Linked DNA regions of Anas platyrhynchos: region 1 is linked to region 2. The links are chromatin contacts, called in public Hi-C maps. All regions are on one chromosome and are shown on one strand. Each heading gives the region's core, a stretch centred on a gene start, on an enhancer-like site or on the middle of the called end of the contact. The rest is flanking DNA. Distances are from core to core; before and after follow the strand shown.

What was found. Hi-C and Micro-C count contacts between places; a contact is called where the count stands out from the background.
Region 1: a contact with region 2 is called in a Hi-C map of subcutaneous adipose tissue, with 2.8 times the contacts expected there. The contact joins two enhancer-like sites. A contact is called at or near these places in 3 of 8 Hi-C or Micro-C datasets (F1 follicle, small yellow follicle and subcutaneous adipose tissue).

Annotation. Positions count from the first base shown.
Region 1 is chr2:149,422,437-149,428,537 of IASCAAS_PekinDuck_T2T, forward strand. No RefSeq gene overlaps it. Among named protein-coding and RNA genes, the nearest start is that of DYNC2I1, 37 kb to the right of the region's middle. Within about 2 kb of position 3,740, at least 1 of the 8 cell types and tissues checked has an H3K27ac peak or open chromatin away from gene starts, as enhancers often do. A contact at or near this core is called in subcutaneous adipose tissue, where this site is marked.
Region 2 is chr2:149,212,791-149,219,090 of IASCAAS_PekinDuck_T2T, forward strand. No RefSeq gene overlaps it. Among named protein-coding and RNA genes, the nearest start is that of ZMYND11, 33 kb to the left of the region's middle. Within about 2 kb of position 1,466, at least 1 of the 8 cell types and tissues checked has an H3K27ac peak or open chromatin away from gene starts, as enhancers often do. A contact at or near this core is called in subcutaneous adipose tissue, where this site is marked.

The DNA of each region.
Region 1 (6,101 bases), core at 2,490-4,989, 210 kb after region 2:
TGGATTACTGGGCATTTGCTCTTTTTCAGGTTCTCTGTAAGGATGCTAACCCCTTCACTCACCTCAGCTTGTCCTGCCCTACCTGTAACATTCCTTTGTTACTGCTCTGCTTTGGAAATCTTCAGTTCTAAAGGAAAGGTACCTTCCTCGTGTCTCTGGGGAGATCAAACATGGATTGCCATTGCCATGTCAGCTACAGCCCGGTTGACCTACCATATCACTCGCCTTATTCCACACCAAAATATGGAATCTGTATTTTAAAGGGTAACAATATATTCCTTTACTGACCTTTCCTGCAGTCAAATAGACTACAATGACACTGTGCCAGTGTCAAAACTCTCAGGCTCTGCTTGAGGCTAATTTCTACACACATCTGTTTCCTTATCTAAACAAGTGTCCTTGCAGCAGGGTCAGATGCAATTCATTGGTATTCCCAGGTGTGACCATCACAGAAAGCACCATTGTACTACTGGGCAAGTTGAAAGTGAGCCAATGTTTGAGCCTAAATTCTGCTCTAAATACAACTCATCTCAACATAAAGATGGATGATGAGAATTTGGAAGAGTTTCTCTATGAGGAGTCATTAATACACAGGGACAGTATGGGAAATAAACCTTTCTCTATTTACCTGCCAGCCAGTTTCCCATTTCAGATTACACAAGGTCTAGGACACAATGAATGAAATGATCACAGAATCACAGATTCACAGAACTGTAGGGGTTGGAAGAGACCTCAAAAGATCATTGGGTCCGACCCCCCTGCCAAAGCAGGTTCCTCAGAGCAGGCTGCCCAGGTAGGCGTCCAGACAGGCCTTGAATATCTCCAGAGAAGGAGACTCCACAACCTCCCTAGGCAGCCTGTTCCAATGCTTTGTCACCCTCACCATGAAGTTCTTTTGCATGTCAGTGTGGAACTTCCTGTGCTCTAACTTGCAGCCATTGCCCCTTGTCCTATCCCCACAAACCACTGAGAAGAGGTTGGCTACATCCTTCTGTCCCCCACCCCTCAGATATTTATATACATTGAGGAGATCCCCTCTCAGTCTTCTCTTCTCCAGAATGATCAGAAGATCAAATGATCAGCCAGTAGGCTTAAAAGAGTGGTGTTTATTTATACAGTGTAATTATTTGGTGGAATACATTACCACATTTTTTTGGAGGAAAAAAAAAAAAAAAAAAAAAAAGTTTTAAAAAAGCTATTAGATGAATTAATGGGAAAAAATGCCTTCCTTTCACTTAAACACTGTGATCTGTTACCATCTGAGTCAGAAAATTCCTATGCCATGGATTGCCAGAAGCTTGGAAGACACACCATACTTGGAAGAAAAATATCATAGTGTGCTTCCTGTGTTATTCTGTATTTCTTTCTTCAGCACTTGCTATTGGCACATGTGGATGGGATGAGACTGATCTGTTGTCTAAATATGGCAACTTTCATATATGGATAGGTTTTAAAAAGACCTTAAACTTCACGGACCAATGAAGACACTAAACAGCTGGGGTGTTTGGCTGATTTTTTTACTTTTTTTTAAGACAGGGATGAAAGGATATGAAATGTAGAACACTGTGCAATCCCTATCTTTGTAAAATATGAAATGAATGTGAATTGGAGCTTTAACAAATGTAAACTACTAGTCTTCAAAATTGTGGGTAGGTGGTTTTCATTTCTGTTTGCACAACAGGGACTCCATGCAGTCCTGATGTTAGTAGCAATGTCTTTGTTTAATGAAATGACCTCTCTGAACAGCCAAAATGCTAAGTATTGAGCAGGTAAACTGAAAGCCAAGGAAACTCAGGGAATATACAGTCTGCAGAGTCTTTCTGTAACCTAGGTTCTAGGCTCGAACCCCAACAATTTCAGCAAAGGAATTTCATTATACTCAGTGCAAATTCTATCTTTTTGGATGAATTAATCTTTAAATGAGGCCCTTTGACACTGTCCTCTAATGTGAAAAATAGTTGGATATCTAAAGTAACCTTAGTAATCATTAATCTTCCAAGTGAGGGTTCGAAGGGTGGTTTCACATTTATTTTTGTCATTATTCTACTTCTCTGGAATTAATCAGTCTGCCCTTTGGCTCAACTGCATGGGCTTGAAGAGTATCGTGTTACCCTTGCAAATAAATGCAGCAATCAACAAAAATCCCTTCCACCCAAATCACATAAGCTCTGTGGGACAGGGTGTTTTCCTGGTCGCTTATTTCAACAGCACAACAGAACTTGACTCCTGACTGGTTGTCAAAGATGATTTTAGATGAGGAAAGTTTATTAACTTTTTCTCTTAATTCTTTCCCTTTAAGGTACAGCATTTGAAGTCTGCAGTACCAAGCAGGGTCACGGTAATTTAAGTCTTTAAGTAGCTCAGTGTAAGAGTTCATTGTTTGACTTTGCTCTTTGAAGACAATAGCAAATACCTGATTATGGACTATCCTTTCTCTAAGCCTCTGGAAGAGCTTCTCTGTGTCTCTAAACAGTACAGGCATTTTACTTAGGCCTCCATTCTTCTGTCTCTTAGAAGACCCAAGTGAATTAAAGATGTGGCTTTTAAAATACACATCTAACCAGCTGCTGTGTTACATCTTTTTTCTGTAACAGACACACACACACACACACACGCACAAAAAAAAAAAAAAAAAAAAAAAAAAAAAACCTGCAGTTTGAATTTGAAGCAAGTTATGAAACCCCTGATGTGCAACAACCGTGGTTTGGACGAGCTGAATGATTTCGCCTAGTCGCAAGACAAGCAACAGAAAAGAGAAATGGAAGTGAAATTGTCAGCTGGTGAGCTCCTGGCAGAACTCCTGGCTATGAGGAAAGACCTCTTAAGAAAACTGTAGCCATGCTGCATTAGAAAACTAATAATATATGCTAACTGCTCTTAATTTATTGAAGTAAACCTAGTCAGCAGCAACAGATTGTCTGTCCTGTGCATGGGATTAATTTCCAATGAGGCTGTTATATTTCAGACTCCGAAAAGCAAAAACCACTTGACATCTGGGAGGAAAAAGGCAACAAATATATTACAAAATTTAATGAATCCAATAGAAGTAAGGGTTCAGCTAAAGGTGAAAAATAATCATGCTATAAATGTCAATGGGTAGTATGGACTATTACAAAATTACTTTATTCCTGCTTTTACTAGGATATCATCACTATTTTCAACTGGGTTGCACCAGCACAAAATGCAAAGAGAGCACTTAGGCCTCTTTAATTTATAAATATGATATAAATTATTTTAAGCTCAGATTCAGTCAGTTTAAAGGCACAATGTCAAAAAGTTTCAACTAGATCTACGGCCCATATATATTTTTCTAAACATGTACAAGTGTTGGTGCTTTTATTAGTCTGCATGTGACACTGTCAGTAACCCATATGAAGACAAAAGTTCAGATTTCTTTGCACTCAAATGATACCCCTTGATTTTACTGAAGAATCACACTGAAGAATACCTCTGTCTGTCTGGTCTGATCCCGTCATATCTATCTAAAGCCAGTTTAACTCAGAACCACGTTGCACTAAGCCACCGAGATCGATAAACCATATTTTGAGAAGAAAATATGTTTCTGGTTCCAAATGAAAAATGTGTACACAGCGCAGGCCCCCGAGTGCCTGAATTAGCATCATCACAGAGGACAAGAAGGCACAATTACATCTGTGTTTCATATGTTCCCTTGTCGTCCCAAAAGCGGATTTGATGGAAAGCAGGACACTTGGAGCTGGCCTTATCTTGCTGCAAACGCTCGGGCGCACCGAGGTCGCGCTGAACGGCAGCCAGGCAGGAGCAGCTGTGGATAACCTCTTCCCTCCCTGGCTGGGGCCATTGCTCCTCAGAACATGGGAAATGCTGAGGGGTGGAAATGAAATCCAGATCTTTTAGACTTCCTCATTCCTCATACGCGTTAAATATCTTAATAACATAGGTACGTGACAGTTCTCAGTGTTTACCATAACCCCCTCACAGCCAGGGCAGAGAAGGATCTCCAGGTGCAGAAGCAGCACCTCAGCAGCGAGGTGGGGAGAGACCAACCAGAGTCCCAGGTTAGCAGAGACCGACCTCACACACACCAGTCCTTTTCATGTTGTGCAGCTCAATTCATTCTGAGCATTTTACTGGATTTACAAACTATTTTCTTCAACACTTGTTCAGAGATTTTTTTTCCACCTAAAACACCTTTAAATTACAGAAAAATGATTGAGTGCTTTTACCTCTCTCGAGTGTCACAGTCACCAGCATCCAACCGTATTACTGTTGGCTGTCCAGGAGAAAATAATTTAGCTTCTGAAAGCAAACAGAGAGGAAAGAGCATGTGTCTGGGAATGCAGGAGAGCAATCAGTGCCTATAAACACATGTATATGAACACAGGAAAAATAAAGACCTGCTGGGAGAAATTTACTTCGTATTACTTTCCACAGTCTTTATAGAAGAAATATAACCTATGTATAGAAAAATTTCCATTGATTTCTGCTGGCTTCAATTCAGTCTACGTGGTGTATAAAAATAAATAAATTAATTAATTATGGACTGGTTCACTATTGCATCTTGTCAGACACAGAGGAAGTCTGCATTGCAGCTGCCAATGCACTATCTGCTCCGGAGGTAAAAATCCCCAGCTCCTGGTACCAGCTATTAAAACCCTTCCAACAGTCCAAGATCTCAGGTGATCTGATTGATGGGCATCTTTTCATCACCAGTACAGTGGGCGTGTTACCAGTGGCTGTAGAACATAGAAAGGAAAAGCTGGATGAATCACAGCATTTGTGGGGAGGGAAAGGCTGTGAAAAACCTTACAAGGAAGGAAGGGGACATCTCTTCCTCTCCCCAGCCATAGTCAATTTCTATTTGCATAAATGCATTTGCTGACTTCTTAAAAAATAAATAATGCTGGACAGGACTTGTATTTAAATAGCTCCAGTGTCCAGCTCCAGACATTTCATGTAGCACTAAATATAGAAAAAGATGAGTAACTCCGCATGCCACTTGTTTTTCACATAGCGGCACCCAAATCACCACTTACCATGTTGTAACATCAAGATGTAGGGCCTTCCACACCAGTTTGAATAATATGACATCAGGAATTAGGGTGATGTATTTTCCATCAATATACTTTCTGAAACCTTTAGGAACTGCTGGTAGAAGAGAAGTTAGCTGATTTTTTTTTGCCTTCTTCCTTTTTATGACCTAGCAGGCTCAGAAACACATGAACAAAGAAGCATTTGTCTGTAAATAGATAACTGAAAAGGTTGATTGGAAATTAAGTTAGCAATGAAAATATGGCTCATTAGCTATTTTCCGGACCCAATATCTTGGTAAATTTTCCTTGTTTGCATGCCACTGCACATGCTACTGATGGCCAAACTCTGGTCACTTCCTGACTATGTGAATCCTACAGATAGGCCTATTCCAACAGCCTGTGTCATTCAATGAACCTTTAGATTTGCCTGCTTTAACCCAGACAATTTCTACACCTAGAATAAACATAGATTTCCATCTCCCTCTGGAAAATAAATAAACAAATAAATAAATAAAAACAATAAATCTGCCTCTAAAAAGAATAACTATTTTTATGATTTATCTGTGTTCTGCTGAAATTTTTCCAGCTATTAGAATATTTTGCCTTTGCTATGGAAGCTGCAATGCTCCTGTGACTTTCAACACAACTCGGCTAAATGACAGCCACGATTAATTAAAGCAAAATTGCATTTGGTAGGATGGTCACCTTCGGTACAATTAAAAATAAGTGTTCTGGTACAAAAGAAGAGCCATGCTATTTCTGTTCTCCCAAGCTCTACTGCAAATATAGGCTGACAGATTAATAAAAGCATTTCTAAACAGTTGTAAAAAATCAGCCATCTGATTCAGGAATTTTGTTCCTCAGCTAACTTCTTATTTAGCTACTGAAAACTTCATTTTCCCATCTGTGAGATGACAAAATCCAATGAAAACAATATTAATATTTATGTTCTAAATAGAAAAGGCTTTCAAAGCATGTTCATAAAGTGGAAAATAAGAGCAGAAGTTTATCCAAAACTTTCTGGCATCTTGCATATTTAAAATTTTTCAGCCTTGCTGCCAGAATTTGCTGGCGTAAGATCAAGATGTG
Region 2 (6,300 bases), core at 216-2,715:
GCAATCCATTTTATAAATATTCTGCTCAAACATCTTAGACATGTTCTTTTTCTGGAACTTTAATATTCTGGAGGTAATAAGCTTACACCTTGGAAGCAGCTGACAGTTTGTAAACCCAAGCGATCATGAGTGCAGAAGCCAAAATATTTCTTGTCATAATACATCAGGTCAACTTGTAAGAAGATATTGTTTGTTTGTGTTTCAAACAGTTGCTACTTGGGTGATTTATTCCAGCTGCTTCAGAAACCAGGATACAAACAATGTCCTGTCTGACAATGAGCTGATGTTGGTTAAAACACGGCTTTATTAGTATAAGTTTATTTGCTCATATCTTTGGGTTTGGGTTTGGTTGGAAGAAGTTTAGTGATTTTTTTTTTTCCCTTTGGTTTCTTCATAATTATTTTCTTGCTTTCCTGGGCAGTGCAAACAGCACAGTTTTAGAGAGGACATTGAAACAGCTATTTTTGTGGTATTCCTGCCCTGATAGTCCTCATTATCATTAAGTTTCATGAGTGAAAATAAATGATTCTAATAACTGTGGACTTCTCCCAGCCATACTGCTTCTTCAGAAGATAATGGCTGTCTTTTTCAAACTGTCTCCCTGGCAGAATAATGATCTGCTGGGCAGAAGAATGATGGGGCTACATCTCCTCCCTCACCTCCCTCCACACCATGCATCAATTCCTTTACAAAAAATCTCATGTATGTGCTGTCTCAAAGCACGTTGCCTTTTGCTGTTTCTGCAAACTTTAGTGCACTGCAGGCCTTCCTGGAAACAACAGTAGCTGAAAAATTATTATTATTATTATTTTAAGTTTAGTTACAATTCTAAAACAAGAAATAACAAAGAAAAAAGGTTTAAAAGCCAAAGTATGGTATTAACTAGATATAAATATATCTGCTGGTAATGGCACTTTTAAGGGTGTTTTTCAGTCTATTGCTTGCTGGAAGCATTCTAGAAGATTGCTGGAAGATTGCTGCTGGAGCATTCAAAGAGACCAGGAGAACTCTCTGAAATGTACCTACACCTTTGGACTCAAGACTCTTATAGTCTGTTAGGCTATAGACAATCTATTATATGTTTTGTAGCAATCCTCATACCTCTAGCTGTATTTACACACAATCTGGGAAAACCAAAGCCTTATAAACAGATGTGAGAGCAACACATAGCAAATAATAACATACACGCTCTGATCCTTCATTTATTCCCTCCTGGTCCTCAGCGAGTCCTACAGCCGCTAAGCCATGTGAGGGGAAGGAGCACTCACGTTGCATGGGGAGGGAGCAGCTGTTCTCATGGCTTTCAGCAGGCGAACGCATATGTCTTGAATTACCCTTCTGGAACACAGGGGACATGAAAAAAGAGCCTGGATTTGTCCCCGAGCCTGGGATCTGGTGGGACCTCTTGGGATGAGGAGTCTAAATTTGTAGCCAAAGCATTCGCTGTTTCCCATCACATCGGCAAGCAAGTTTACAAGTAGAAGAGTGCAGCACTGCCTGGCTGCTCCAGGGAGGTAGCGGCGAGCCTGACGCAGGCTGACAGTGAGCCCTGCACTGAGAAAAGAGCCCTGCATCACCCGAAAAACAGGGGAATGCAGATCTGGATGTAAATGTTATGACTTCGGCTCATTTTTCAGATAAATAGTGCATTTAGCAGCTGTGTTCCTTTTTGTGTTAGTGCACATGTATTGCAGTTTTAGGGCACTGAATTATTCAATTAACATGCAGATGGCAAACAATACGAGTTATGCAATAGAGAATCTTAGTTTAAATGTAAAGCCTAATAAAAAAATCTAGTAAAGCTATTTGCAGATTCAGAGCGCTATATTATTATGTCCTCCAGCAAAGTGTATACAAATCCAGGCACTGAAAATAAACTAAAACAAGCAGAGCCTGAGAGCTACAAATTCGTATGTTGTGACATGTGCGAAGGATGTATATTATACTTCAGCGCTCTAATACCTTAACACTGCCAAATTTGTTCTAAGCCAGAGTATCTATAGATAGAAATAGAAATACTGTATACAGAGACAAAAAAGCACTGGTATCTAGAAAATGAAGTAAAACTCTTTTTTCTTAAAATGCCAAATCGAAGATAAAGTATTTTTTGAAAGGAATTACTCAATATCTCAATAACACAAGAGGGCGGAGGAATATGGAAATATACTTCCCTGTAAGGAAACCTTTTGATTAACCCTGGTCATGTGAAGAGCTTGCTAAAGGCAAAGCTGAAGTAGTAGATGCCTTTTCAAAAATGTTTCTAGATTTTTTTGAAGTTGTGGCCTGGATAGACAGAATTTACCCCTTTCATTACGTATGAAGAAAAACATATCTTTTTGTTTTGAAGACTTGTATCCTACCACAAAGACTTGCGTTTTGGCCATCCAGTATTCCTGGCCCATCTGTTTCATCGCATTTGCAGGACCTATGTTTTTGTTAACCCTCTTTTTGCTCTTTCTGATACAGATAAACACACAAGATAAGGTCTAGAGGTTCCTAGAGTAGTTCCTATGGTTTTGGTGCTTTGCCATGCTGCATTGCTGCATTTAGGCTCTCTGCTCAGTTGTATTGAGACTATTAAATGATGAAATAAATTTTGATGAAGTCAGTTGATTGTTACTGAGGTAGATACCCATTGTGCATAGTGTTGATTATCTTTTGCTATAGTGTGCAACAGTGTTTGTTTCTTCACTTCTGAAGACAATTTTTTTGCAACCTCATTGTGGGTGCATACCAGAAGGCAGGCCCTATCACAAAGAACTGAACTGGATGTATTTTATTTCTGCCTGCAGTTTGAACCCTTCAACAGCATTTAATACCTTCTCATACATATCCATTCAATTTTTGTCATCTGCCTGAAGGCGGTCCATCTAATACCTGATAATTGCTTTGCTCATTTGTGGTATCTGTGCTAAAAAACTTTACTTTTGGCAGTTGTGAGGTCTACCTCTGCCCAATGGGTTTGTGTTCTTCCCTTGCGCAAAGGAATACTTAAGCAATTTTAAAAAGAAAGATGTGAAGCTTTATAAAACTTTAGTCCCGTCATTGAACCTTACTTCTGGGTCCTTGGTCTCTGTTAGTTTGGTATAGAAGAAATTAATATCCACAGTGTTGTTAATTCAAGCAACTCCTCAGTTGCCTTTCAAGAATGCAGCCTTTCTAGCAAACAGACTTTTTTGACAGTTAGTTACTATAACATTAATCCTTCATTTCGAGTACAAATAAATGAATTATTTCCAGGAACCCAAAAGAAGTACTGTTCCTTTTAAAAAATTTCAAAATGTTTGGGAAGATAAAATTCCATTAAATGTGTGAGTCTTTGAAGACAAACCAGGGCACATAATCTTTCCAGGGCATGCTGTACTCCTACGGTTTATGATAACAGTGTTGAAGTAAGCTCTCAGAGCCAAATTCTTGCTTGTGTGCTGAAGTTTGGAAATGCTAGTCTGACAGAGAAAACCCTGGAAAGGGGACTTTGAATGTCTGGGTATGCAGTGGTGGTAGTGACAGCTGCTGTGGGAGCCCTAATCATGGCTCAAGCACTGCAGAAAACCAAAGCAAAAATGCTGTCATCCCCTCACAGCACGGAAAATGCAAATTACAAGAGGCAAAAGGCTGATTCAGAGCTAACTACTAAATGGAATTACCCATAGGAAAGGGTAACTGTCTTGTCTTGTGAAGTTTTTCTGCAAGGACATTCCTAGTTTGAACTGCTTTACAACCATCCTTTCCTAACATAGAAACAACAGGGTGTCAGCTTTCACTTTCTCTTTTTTTGAAAATAAATTGTGGTTGTCACATTTCTGGTAAAATGTTTGCTCTGCTAGGTGTAATTCCTTGTGATAACTTAAGCCTTTTTCTATCTTTGGGGAAAAATAAGGTGTTGCTGGGATGCTAATTCAAGTACTTGGTTGGAATTTAAGAACACCTTGAAATAAAATGAACAGCCATGGTTAGAAATATCACTGGTATTTAGTTCTTGGCTACCTGGGGAAATATAGCTCCATATCCATTCCTACTGGCATATGCTAACTTGTTTTAGTTTTAAACTGTTATCATTAGACGAAATAGAGTGTGTCAGGCCTTAAAGATTCCTGATAATAGGACATGGCAGTTTGTCATTTAGGACAGAAATAACTACTGCTTCACAGTCAGAATTCATTACTGTCAGAGTAGATCCTGGTTTTAGTTGCCATGTACATGACTGACCACATGCTATGTCCTCTTTGTTTTTGTGAAGGGTTGTATGTATGTGATAAATACACTTAAGGTAAGAACTTCATGCTCAGTCCTTACAGGGGTTGTCATGCATGGTGAAAAGACATGAGAACTCTGACAAGTTTATGAATGAAAGCCAAAACGTTCATAGTTGCCAGTCTAAAGTCAGACTGAATCCTTTTTTAATCTGTATAGTTAGTGAAATGACTGAGGTCATTGCTTTTCCAGATATTTAATAAACTGAAGAGTTAGGTTAAGAATCTTTAGTTGAACTTGGCCTGTTTATATTTCTGAACCTTCACTGGATTTTGAGATCCTTGGTGATTTTCAGATAAGGGAGATGACCTTAACTCTTAGCTTAACCAATATTTTTCCTGACTTTTGGTTGTAAATTTATTATCAGTGGCACTGAAAATACCAAATCAACAGCTAGAACTGCATAAGCTAATTGTTAATTTATTTCTTTACCAACCAAATTCATGAATACAATGTACAAGCCTAATATGCTTGGATGTCCAGGACCAGAACAGCAGCCCACAAATATGTCAACATTACATTGTAAGGAACCAAAACACTTGTTGAGATCTGATGAGAAATTTTCTCATTAGTGTATTATATTGAAAGATAACTACTAACAGCCCTGTGCTCTGCATGAGCTGTCAGAAGGTCCCATAGCTCTGGGAGCTGGAGAAATAATAATAATGTAACATTACCAAGTTCCACTTATTTATTCAGTCCTGGAAGGAGCAGATCAGCAGAACAGCTTCCTCACAATCTGTTGACATCATGGAAAACTAAACTTGAGTAAGAAAAATGAAGAGGGTATCTAGCCTAGTAAGCAAAGGATCATAATGAAATTATGAGAGCCAAACTCAACGTCAACTCTTACGGACAAGAACAAATCACTCAAAGTGGGAACAAAAGGCTGCCCGCAGTAGTTCTTGTTCAAAATCTGTAAAAGGCTCTGGTAAACTGTGCTTCAGAGATCCTCAAATGTCCTGTGTGCTAAAATTTTGGCCTGACATTTCAGTAATTGCAGAAATAGTCCTCTAGGTAAACAGATGCCTTGGTCCTGCTGTGATCCACACCAGCAGGTGCGTACATTTATCCATCAAAGACCAGGTCTTTAAAGTTTTCTTCTAGCATCCCAATACACAGCAGTGTGCCCGAACCCAGCACAACACATGGATGCTGCCTCTGTATTCTCTTCAGAAGAGGGGCAGAGGATACACCACCATCTGCCTTTTCATAATGACCTTGTTGGTTCCACAGACTAACCAAGAAATGTTGGATGCCGTGTGGTGGGGATTGCCCATAGCCTGCCCAAATCACCAGGCCATGGGAGAAACTTCACAAAACAACTTTCCCCTTAAAATTGACCCATGGTATAATCTCAAACACCAGAAATGCACAATAAAAGGAAAAAAAAATGAGTAAACTGACTCTAGCCTCCTTTTGAGGGAATGTTTGGCCTTACGGTTCTTTTTGCAGTAGTTATTTTTGTGTTTCCTAGTCACCGTATTTTTTATATAGTGCTGATTGCATGTAAAATGCATGAGCTAAGATGCTGGCAGTGAGTAGCGCCAAAGTGCTCTCTGGTGAGGCTGCTTCTGGCTTCCTATTGATTTTTACATTCTGCTGAGATTATATAGGGATTAATTAACCCTTATTAATATTTCTTGGTTTGTCTCACCAAACTGGGATGAAAGGAAGTTACAACCTTACTTAGAAAACGTGCAGTAGACTGAGCATTATTTATTTCTAAAACAGGCAAAGCATTTTTTGCTAAGCAAACCTTGGCAGCAGTTACCATCCTTTAAAACATTCCACCTATTTGGCAGAACAAGACAAGGAACAGATGTAAAACCTACCAGTTTGGTGAAAGCTCTAAGGGAAAAAAAAATAATAAAAACCAACAAGTCAAACCTGTTTTTAATCCAAATCATTTAATGTATATATTTGTATATATTGCATGGTACACATGAATAGTTTTGCTTTTCATTTCTATGTGCATTTTGATGGATTTCTAACATCATGTAGGTCTTGAAGAGCTTACAAACTTTTGGGGGTTTGATATCTTTT